2 separate regions of the Mus musculus genome follow, and region 1 is linked to region 2. A link is a contact called in public Hi-C data. All regions are on one chromosome and are shown on one strand. Each heading gives the region's core, a stretch centred on a gene start, on an enhancer-like site or on the middle of the called end of the contact. The rest is flanking DNA. Distances are from core to core; before and after follow the strand shown. Region 1 has its middle 16 kb from the start of Gm25915. Region 2 overlaps Acsl4 (acyl-CoA synthetase long-chain family member 4).

Region 1 (4,503 bases), core at 1,009-3,508, 99 kb before region 2:
ATAAATAAATAAAATCTTTAAAAAAAAAAAATCAGACCAAAAGCAATTGGAGGTAGAAAGGGTTTATTTGACTTAGAGCTTGTACCCTAACATTAAGGCAATCCAAGACAGGAACCGAAGCAGATACTCTGGAGGGGTCCTTCTTACCACTGAACTCCCCAAGGCCTACTCATCTTTCTTTTCCACATAACCCAGAACTTCTGCCAAGGGGTGACAGCAGCCGCACTGTGCTGCTTTCACGTCTATCATTAACAATGACAGTGCTCCATAGACATACCTACAATTCCTCAGTGGAGGGTCTCTCTTCTCAGGTCACTATTTTGTCACTGATTAACAAAAAGGAGCCAAAACAGATAGTAATGATACTGATCACATAGCTTAAGAGGGACAAAGTGTTGTTCAACTACCCACTCAGGTCCAAAGGGACAGATTCTGCTGCTGTTTCCAAAATAACTGAGGCATAAAAGTCATGTCTCCATCATAACGCTATGAAGACAGTTAGTAGCAGGGTATAGCGTCTAACCCAAGTGGTCTAGCCTGTGCTTCTGGACATTAAACAATGGGCTTAAGTTATGGGCACAAGACTTGCAGCAATAACATTAACTTAGAAATCACTAGAGATCAGAATTATTAACCTCTAGACCATAATACCTGAATTAGAGTCTCTAGACTTGGTATATAGCAATTTATGTTTCTGGTGAGTGGTTCTGAGGGGATAAGGAACCTCTAATATTGTAATAGAGTACTGCAGATTGTCTGTTAAAAAAATAGTTGGATTGCCCTAGTATGATTTCATCTAAATGACAGTAGAGAGGCATGAGGGAGCAATGGATGACTTTTTCAGAAATGGTTTCTTGTCACCATGATCCATGTCTAGAAATTCCATTATTGGACATTGCTTCTTTTGGATTTTGAAGACATCATGATTTACAGAACTTCTTCTTTGTTGTTGTTGTTTTGAGACAAGGTTTCTCTGTGTAGCCCTGTCTATCCTGAAAATCACTCTGTAGACCAAGCTGGCCTCAAACTTAGAAATCTGCCTGCCTCTGCCTCTTAACTGCTGGGACTAAAGGCGTGTGCTGCTATGTCCTGCTAATTAGAGAACATGTTTATTGCAAAGCAAATAATGCAGTGAAGGGAATGCCATGACCCAATTGCTAGCTAGAGTATCATATAGAAAGTTGCCACCCATTTTTGTTTATCTCATATCTCCTGTCATAAGGGGTATACACACCCTTGGTTTACCACAAAGCTGGCACAGGAAAAAGAATACAGGTTGAGAGGAGGTCACAGTTGCTCAGCTCAGCTTCTATGAAAAGTTCAGAGAAGCTATCTCCCTGATCTGTTTGTTCTACATATAACCCCAGCATACAGTTTTTATTGAGCTTATATTTTGCCCCTGACACTATAGTAAATGTTTTGTTCTGTAGAACGACAGCTACATCTCAAACCTATGGACTCTCATCAGTCACTGGGTGGGTGAGGCTTGAGTTCTGAAAACATTTGCGTTTTCTGTGCCCTTGGCAAATTCACTGTCCTCTCACTGGAAGCACATAGACGCAGCGGAGAAGCTGAGAATCCTGCCACCTGCCTGGGTTAATGCAAATACTATAAGGAAACTATGCAAATTCCTTCAAAATGATCTTGGAAAAAGGCCTAGTCTGAAGTGATCTGTAAAAAGCAAAAGTATTGTGCTTAACTCTGAAGGCAGTCCAAACCGGTTTCCTCTGCTTTCCCTTCACCCTGCAATGACCTTTACCTCTCTCCAAACTAGGGTTCCTGACCTCAAAAGTCAGAAAGACAAAACTAAAGATCTCCATCTTTTTACAGAGGGGAGTGCAGGAAGACAGCAGGAAGCAAACAGGCATCATCTTGTTACAGTTTCTGCAGGAGTAACAATCACTTGGCTGTTTCTCTCCTACCCCTTAATGACCCAAACAGTTCAGCTATTAAGTGATAAATCCTCTGACTATTCATGACTGGCTGCTCTAACTCTGTAGTTCAAACTGTAACAATCACGATAATTGAGCAAAGTCAGAATCGTTGAAGGAAGCCCGCTGTTGTACAAGGCAGACCATAAACTCGAACTGGCAGAAGTCCTTGCCTCCAGAAATAAATGCTGAAGGGAGACAACCAAATGGAATGAAAGCTAGAAACTTGAAACTTTCAGAAGAGCCAGGGGGGAAAGATAGAGCATGAAAGAGCTTCTGGTTCCCGTCCTTATCCTCCCTCCTCCTTTTAGCCTGTATCCTAGCAACCAGCTGAACTAGTTGGTGGGGTTTTCGCCAGTGGCTCTGCTGAGGTCATAATGTGCTAGTGGGGGGAAGGGCAAAGAGAAGAGGAAACAGCTACCTGTTGAGAGATGAATAAGGAGGATGCCCTCTTACTTCTTGTCCCTTAACTCAATGTTTACCACAAAACAAAATCTATTTCTAGACAAGAAACACGAGAAACAAGGAGAGGTTTTATTTGTTGGCATTCAGCTCTTTGATTTTGTCGACTTTGAATAGTGAATGGCTATAGTTGGATAAACAGTCAATATTAGAATGATTAGTGGGGTACTGCCTCCTCTTCTTTTTTGTGATACAAAAGTAACTCTGTAGCCTAGGCTAACCTCCATCTTGCTATGCAGACCAGGCTGGTCTTGAACCCCTAATTATCCTGCCTGCAGCTCTCAGGTACTGGGATTACAAGGAAATGCCACCACACTCCTCTTGGAAAATGAAATGGGCTTCTGCGTGTCCATCACCTACACTCACGTAGGCATCTTGTATACATGGGTGCTCACTCACTTACTGGAGAAGGTTGTTCCAGGCTCTGTGTAGGTACAGACCTTCAGAGGTATTTCTGCAGTGTTTTCTAACACAAGTTTGGGTTTACTTGTTCAACAGCTGAGCAGATGAAATTGCTCACAGAATCTTTATAAACCAGTCAGGGGCTGACTCACCCCTGAATAGCTGACTGTCCACAAACCAAGTATCTTCACTCAGCACGCCACTTTTGAGCTCACACATTGGTTTACCCAGGACCAGACTCTGTTCTATCTGAATCAAGTTGTAGGACTTAAACAAGGAACTTTCTGCTTGCAATCACATTTTCTCATCGTGCCTGAAGGGATCAAATACCCTAAGACCAAGTTCTCAGCATAAAGATTTACTTGTCTCAGAGGGACAAAGGGCAGGAAAAAAGAGACAAAGATAGGGGACAAAGGACGAGGGAGAAGGGGAAGAAAACAAGGGAGAAGGGAGAAATGGGGGAAGGGACAGACGGGAAGGGGTCTTTGTTCTGGAGGGACAAAGGACTGCCTCTGGATAGAGAGGAGATGGATAAGGCGCATGCGCAAGTGGCAGTCTATGAAGGTAAAAGGGGAACCATTGTGCAGGGCTGAGGTGTTTACCTTTGATTGCAGAGGTTAGTTAGGATAGCCCCAGGGAGCGGGGGTGGGGGTGTTGATTGCTGGACTTCACTACTTTGATAGCTGGACCTTAGTAATCAGCCTCAGGAGGAGGAAGTGGCCAAATAAGGGAATGGACCTTGATGGCTAGCTTTAGGAATGTAATCTACTGGTTTTTTTAGCAAGGCAGAGGGAATGGGGGAGAAGGGCAAGGCCTGCAACAGTCATGCTCGCTATGCTCAACCTGGCTAGAGCCTCTTCACTGTCTCTATTTCTTCTCCTTTAAAACAACCATGCACACAGATCTCCACAACCACTATTCTACATCTTACATCTTACAAGCTTAAATGATCTCAAGAATAGTCTTAAATAGTCTCAAGAAGGTACAAAAACAATTCAGAAAATTTCCTTTTATTCACCATATAGCTTCTTGCCATAGTAACTGTGCTATAGAGCAAAACCGAGCTCATTAGCACATCACAATGAATTAAATTATAGATGTTTTCAAAGCTCTACAGTTAGATGTGTACCTGCCTAGCATGCACAAAGCTCCAGGTTCAAATCCCCAATACTGCAAATAAAACCATGGAGTGAAATGGCAATGTTAATACAAGGAATCCTTACTAATCAACATTCAAATGTCTGCTTCATGGTTGAGGTTTTCTGAGGTCGGCCTCCGTGCCACACAATTAGCCATAGCTCCCACTTGTTTTCTGAAGCACACACAGAACTTTCAATCAGATTAAACTCTTGATTGTTGGGCCATATTCACTCCAAACTGTACCCCTGTGCTCCACCTATTTTCTTATTACCCCCCACTTCTCCATAATGTATTCTTTTGCCAGGTTCATGCTGCCTTGTTTTGTTTTTTATAATATGTATACTTTATTTCGGGGAAGGGGGTTTTCATCAATCTCTGCAGCATTCATACACTATATCTGGAAGCCTTTTCTTTTCTTCTTTTTTTTTTTAATTTTAAATTTACTTTTTGCTTATTCACTTTACATCCTGCTCACTGCCCCCCTCCCGGCCACACCCCTCCTATAATCCTTCTTCCCCCCTCCTTCTACTCTGAGCAGATGGGGGCTCCCCTGGGCATCCTTCCCCCA
Region 2 (4,035 bases), core at 893-3,392:
CTTGTTTGCTCTGCTTTATGAAGTTATGGTTCTTTGCACAAAAGGGCACTTATTTTGTATTTTGGTAAGAATATGATACTTCTTTTGATGTTTAATGGAAAACTTCTCGTTGTATAAGAAGAAACACTCCTGTAATATGTGAAGAGCTCATACTTCAGCGTAGCATGAAAGCTGTAGCTTAGAAATTCTTCCTCAATTTCCTCTTGCTGTTATTTGCCATTGTCTGACTGGTCATTTCATTCAATATTCATTTAAGGAACACTTAACTAAGCATCTACTTGGAGTCTGCCCTGTACCCGTATGGTGCTCCCCAGTGTTGCAGTGGTGATCAAGAGAAGCATGGCCTTCATCTTAAATAATGAGAGAACTAAAGCAGGAGACCACAAGTAGAAGTTTAAGTGCGGAGCTCCAGAGTGCTTTGAGGGCCAGTGTCAAATGCATGTGACACAGATGGACAGTCAGAGAGGGCTTTCTACCAGAACTGCTTAAATGAAGATGTAAAGGAAGCCGGAAAAGGGAAGAATAGAATGTTCCTGACAGAAGAGAAATGATGTGCTAGGAAAGGAGGTGAAAGACCAGAAGTCATTGCTTTTGAGAAACTATAAGTTCATCATGGCAAAAGGTGTGGGCACTAGCCGTGCTCTCCCTATTTTATACTTGTGGTAACTGGATCTAAGAGGTCACCAGCCTCCAGTAAGTGGCCCAGCCAGCAGTTGAACATAAGTTGTCTAGTTGTGGCATATTGACCCCTGTTTGTTCTGCAGGCTGCCTTTCATCTGGGCTGCCTTAAGCTCGGGTGAAGCATGGTGCCTGTGAGCCGGTGAGAGCTCTGCTCTCATTTCTTAGCATGCTGAGGCTGCACTGGAGACCCAGAGAATTAACTATTCCAGCAGCTGGCATTTATAGGGTCTGCATTAGTTTACAAACATTCAGATTCGCTTTAGTCTTTTGTCATTGGCTGGTAGTCAAACAAGCATTATTTGATATGCATTGCTAAGGTTTCCAGAAAAGTATAGATGGGAAATTATAACTGGTTATGTTATGTTATGTTATGTTATGTTATGTTATATTATATTATATTATGTTATTTATTTATTTATTTACTGCCAAAAAAAGCCTCCAGAACACAAGATGTTCATTAATCTGCAAAAGGTAGAAATTTTGTTTGATTTCTGAAGTTAACTTGTCAACATATTTTTTTTGATTTTCAGTGTTAAATTGGAACTCAGTTTCAATATTTGAACTATTGTCTTTTAAACTTGCATGAATGTAAAAATAAAAATTAAATGGAGATATTTCTTCCACTGCATATGTTTTATTTCATCTTAAAATATAAACTTTTGGGCTGGAGAGATGGCTCAGTGGTTAAGAGCACTGACTGTTCTTCCAGAGGTCCTAGCAACCACGTGGTGACTCGCACCCATCTGTCATGGGATCCAATGCATTCTTCTGGTGTGTGTCTGAAGACAGCTGCAGTGTACTCATATAAATACAAAAAAAAAAATAAATCCTTAATCCTTTTAAGATGAAGATTTTAATTTGGAATCAAGGCATTATTGTAGATTTTAGGTGGATTGTAAATGCTCAGTTGTACATAAGCTAAAATTGTAGCTTTTGTAAGACTATAACGTATGTGCACACATATGTGAAGGAGAAGTAGGGGATGACAGACAGACAGAAGAGACAGTGAGGTTAATGCTGTGTAGCTAGTGTTCTTGTTACTCATGTATGACACATGACTATGGATTCAAAGAAGAGTTTGAACCTGCAAGTGTTTTCAGTATAGTGATCATACATCTATCTGTATTTTCTGTATGTGGGATAACTAGAGACAACTTTTTTTTTCTAAAAGAGGAGTCTGATTCTACTGTAGGATGACAGCTCAGCTACAGTTCTTGGGAAGCTTGGAGATGTGACCACGCTGATTCTCCTTTCTTCGTGATAAATCATGGTTTTTGGAATCTAGCTTCTCAAGTGTTACTTCTGTGCAGTTATAGCTAAGTTTCCTTTAACGTGGAAGGCAACGTTGTTTTGAGTAAATCTCTTGTTGTGTATTGCAATAAACTCCTGTGCATAGCACATGGCTTTCTTGCCTAGTCGTCAGGATTGTGAACTTCCTGCAGCACGGCCCTCTTGAGGTTACTGCAGGACACTTTCAGAGACCCGTTGACCTTACAGGAAGTGAGATTACTTAATGATGCTTTACGGCTGCCTGAAACATTCTGAAATGAAAACTTTGAGGGAGAGAAATGATTCAGCCTTTCTCTGCGTCCTACTTTGTGAAATCATCCAGGGCACATTTATAAGGTATCACATTTCCTTGCAGTGTCTCAAAGCAAGACTGTGTTTGGTAAAGTGATAGTCTCTAAAGTTTCATGTTTGTTTCCAGAGGCCAGATATTAAACAAGAGGTACTAAAAAAGGGTTCACTATTGAAATCCCTTCAAAGACCCTCTGATTACCAGTGTAGAAAGCAATACTCTGTAGTCTACACACAGACATTAAAAGGGTTATTAAGTATTATATTATGTAGTTGTCTTCTATCATTTGTATTCTTGTTTGTTTTAATAGGAAAGATAGATGGAGCGGTGGACTCCAGACATTATTAACACTTTCATTTGTGTGTGGGACGCTTCATAGTTGCTGGCTTTTTAATGGCATCTATTTATTTAGTGGTAGTTGAAATATTTCTGGGGTGACTCGTGGGACCACAACAGTAATATTTTTTTTTGCTAGTATTTGCTCATTTATTTGTGCAGAGGGATGAAAATAAGGCCCTTGGCCTACTAGGTAAGCACTCTTCCCCTGACCTGCAGCCACACCATGCCTTTGTTAGTTTCATTTTAACAGAGGGAATGGCAAGGATGCTTAGTCTTAGCAAACAGCATTATAGTTATAATAAGAAAAAGGTTGTTGATTTGACTTTAAATCTGGTTGAAAGATGGAAATATCGGGTGGCTGTAGTGCACAATTTTAATCCTGGCACTCAGGAGGCAAAGACAGTCAGATCTCTGAGTTCGAGGCCAGCCTGGTCTACAGAGTGAGTTCCAGGACAGCCAGGGCTACACAGAGATACCCCATTTTGAACCCCTCCTCACCCACCCTAAAGAAAAAAAGAAAACAGAGGAAGTATTCAATCTAATTGTATTAGTATATTTGAAATCAGATCTTGGCTTCTTTTTAAGTATCACTTATTCTCCTGAGTTGGTTCAAATTTTACCTTTGGGGATGATATATTGATTGTCACTTATCAACACAGAGAAATATATCAGCATAAATTAGAACTAACTGAAAGTCTTTCTTATTATTAGTGAAACATGGATTATATTCTCTGTGGAAGCTTTAAAAAGATCTAAGACAAATTTAAGGATAACGTTTTTTTTTTTAAAGCCACCTATAATTCTGCAATCTGGACATTTCCGTTTTGAAGTGTTGCTTAGATGCTGCTGTTCTTGGTTTTTCTCCTATCTATAAACACCATTCTTCTTCTTTTTTTTTTTTTTCAAGACAGGGTTTCTCTGTGTAGCCCTGGCTGTCCTGTAACTCACTCTGTAGACCAGGCTGTCTTCAAACTCAGAAATACGCCTGCCTCTGCCTCTGCCTCCCGAGTGCTGGGATTAAAGATGTTTGCCACCACCGCCTGGCTCAATACCATGACGATAGATAAGGCATTCTGTCAGTCCGTGGATGGTGGTTTTAGCAGAGGCTTTACGTGCAGGAAAGGCAAATCTATAACCAGAATAAGTGTCTACTCCAGTAAGAACAAAACGCTGTCCTTTCCACAAAGGAAGTGGTCCAATGTAGTCAACCTGCCACCAGGTTGCTGGCTGGTCACCTCGAGGAATGGTGCCATATCTGGGGCTCAGCGTTGGTTTCTGCTGTTGGCAGATCTGGCATTCAGCAGCCGCTGTAGCCAGGTCAGCCTTGGTGAGTGGAAGCCCGTGTTGCTGAGCCCAAGCATAACCTCCATCTCGACCACCATGGCCACTTTGTTCATGTGCCCATTGAGCAATGACAGGGATGGCTGGGGAGAGAG

Evidence for each region. Hi-C and Micro-C count contacts between places; a contact is called where the count stands out from the background.
Region 1: a Hi-C map of uterus shows a contact between it and region 2, with 2.8 times the contacts expected there. The contact joins two enhancer-like sites. A contact is called at or near these places in 3 of 39 promoter capture datasets (the 3T3-L1 cell line, 3T3-L1-derived adipocytes and the C10 cell line), 2 of 15 datasets of contacts at CTCF or cohesin (CD8 T cells and pro-B cells), 17 of 484 Hi-C or Micro-C datasets (8-cell embryo, CD4 T cells, CD8 T cells and 10 more) and 9 of 115 datasets of contacts at active chromatin or transcription factors (the 230-238 cell line, CD8 T cells, the HPC-7 cell line and 4 more).

The regions. Positions count from the first base shown.
Region 1 is chrX:142,467,011-142,471,513 of GRCm38.p6, reverse strand. No RefSeq gene overlaps it. Among named protein-coding and RNA genes, the nearest start is that of Gm25915, 16 kb to the left of the region's middle. Within about 2 kb of position 2,258, at least 87 of the 459 cell types and tissues checked have an H3K27ac peak or open chromatin away from gene starts, as enhancers often do. A contact at or near this core is called in Th17 cells and uterus, where this site is marked.
Region 2 is chrX:142,368,263-142,372,297 of GRCm38.p6, reverse strand. All of the region lies in intron 1 of Acsl4 (acyl-CoA synthetase long-chain family member 4), which reads left to right. Among named protein-coding and RNA genes, the nearest start is that of Acsl4, 20 kb to the left of the region's middle. Within about 2 kb of position 2,142, at least 64 of the 459 cell types and tissues checked have an H3K27ac peak or open chromatin away from gene starts, as enhancers often do. A contact at or near this core is called in Th17 cells and uterus, where this site is marked.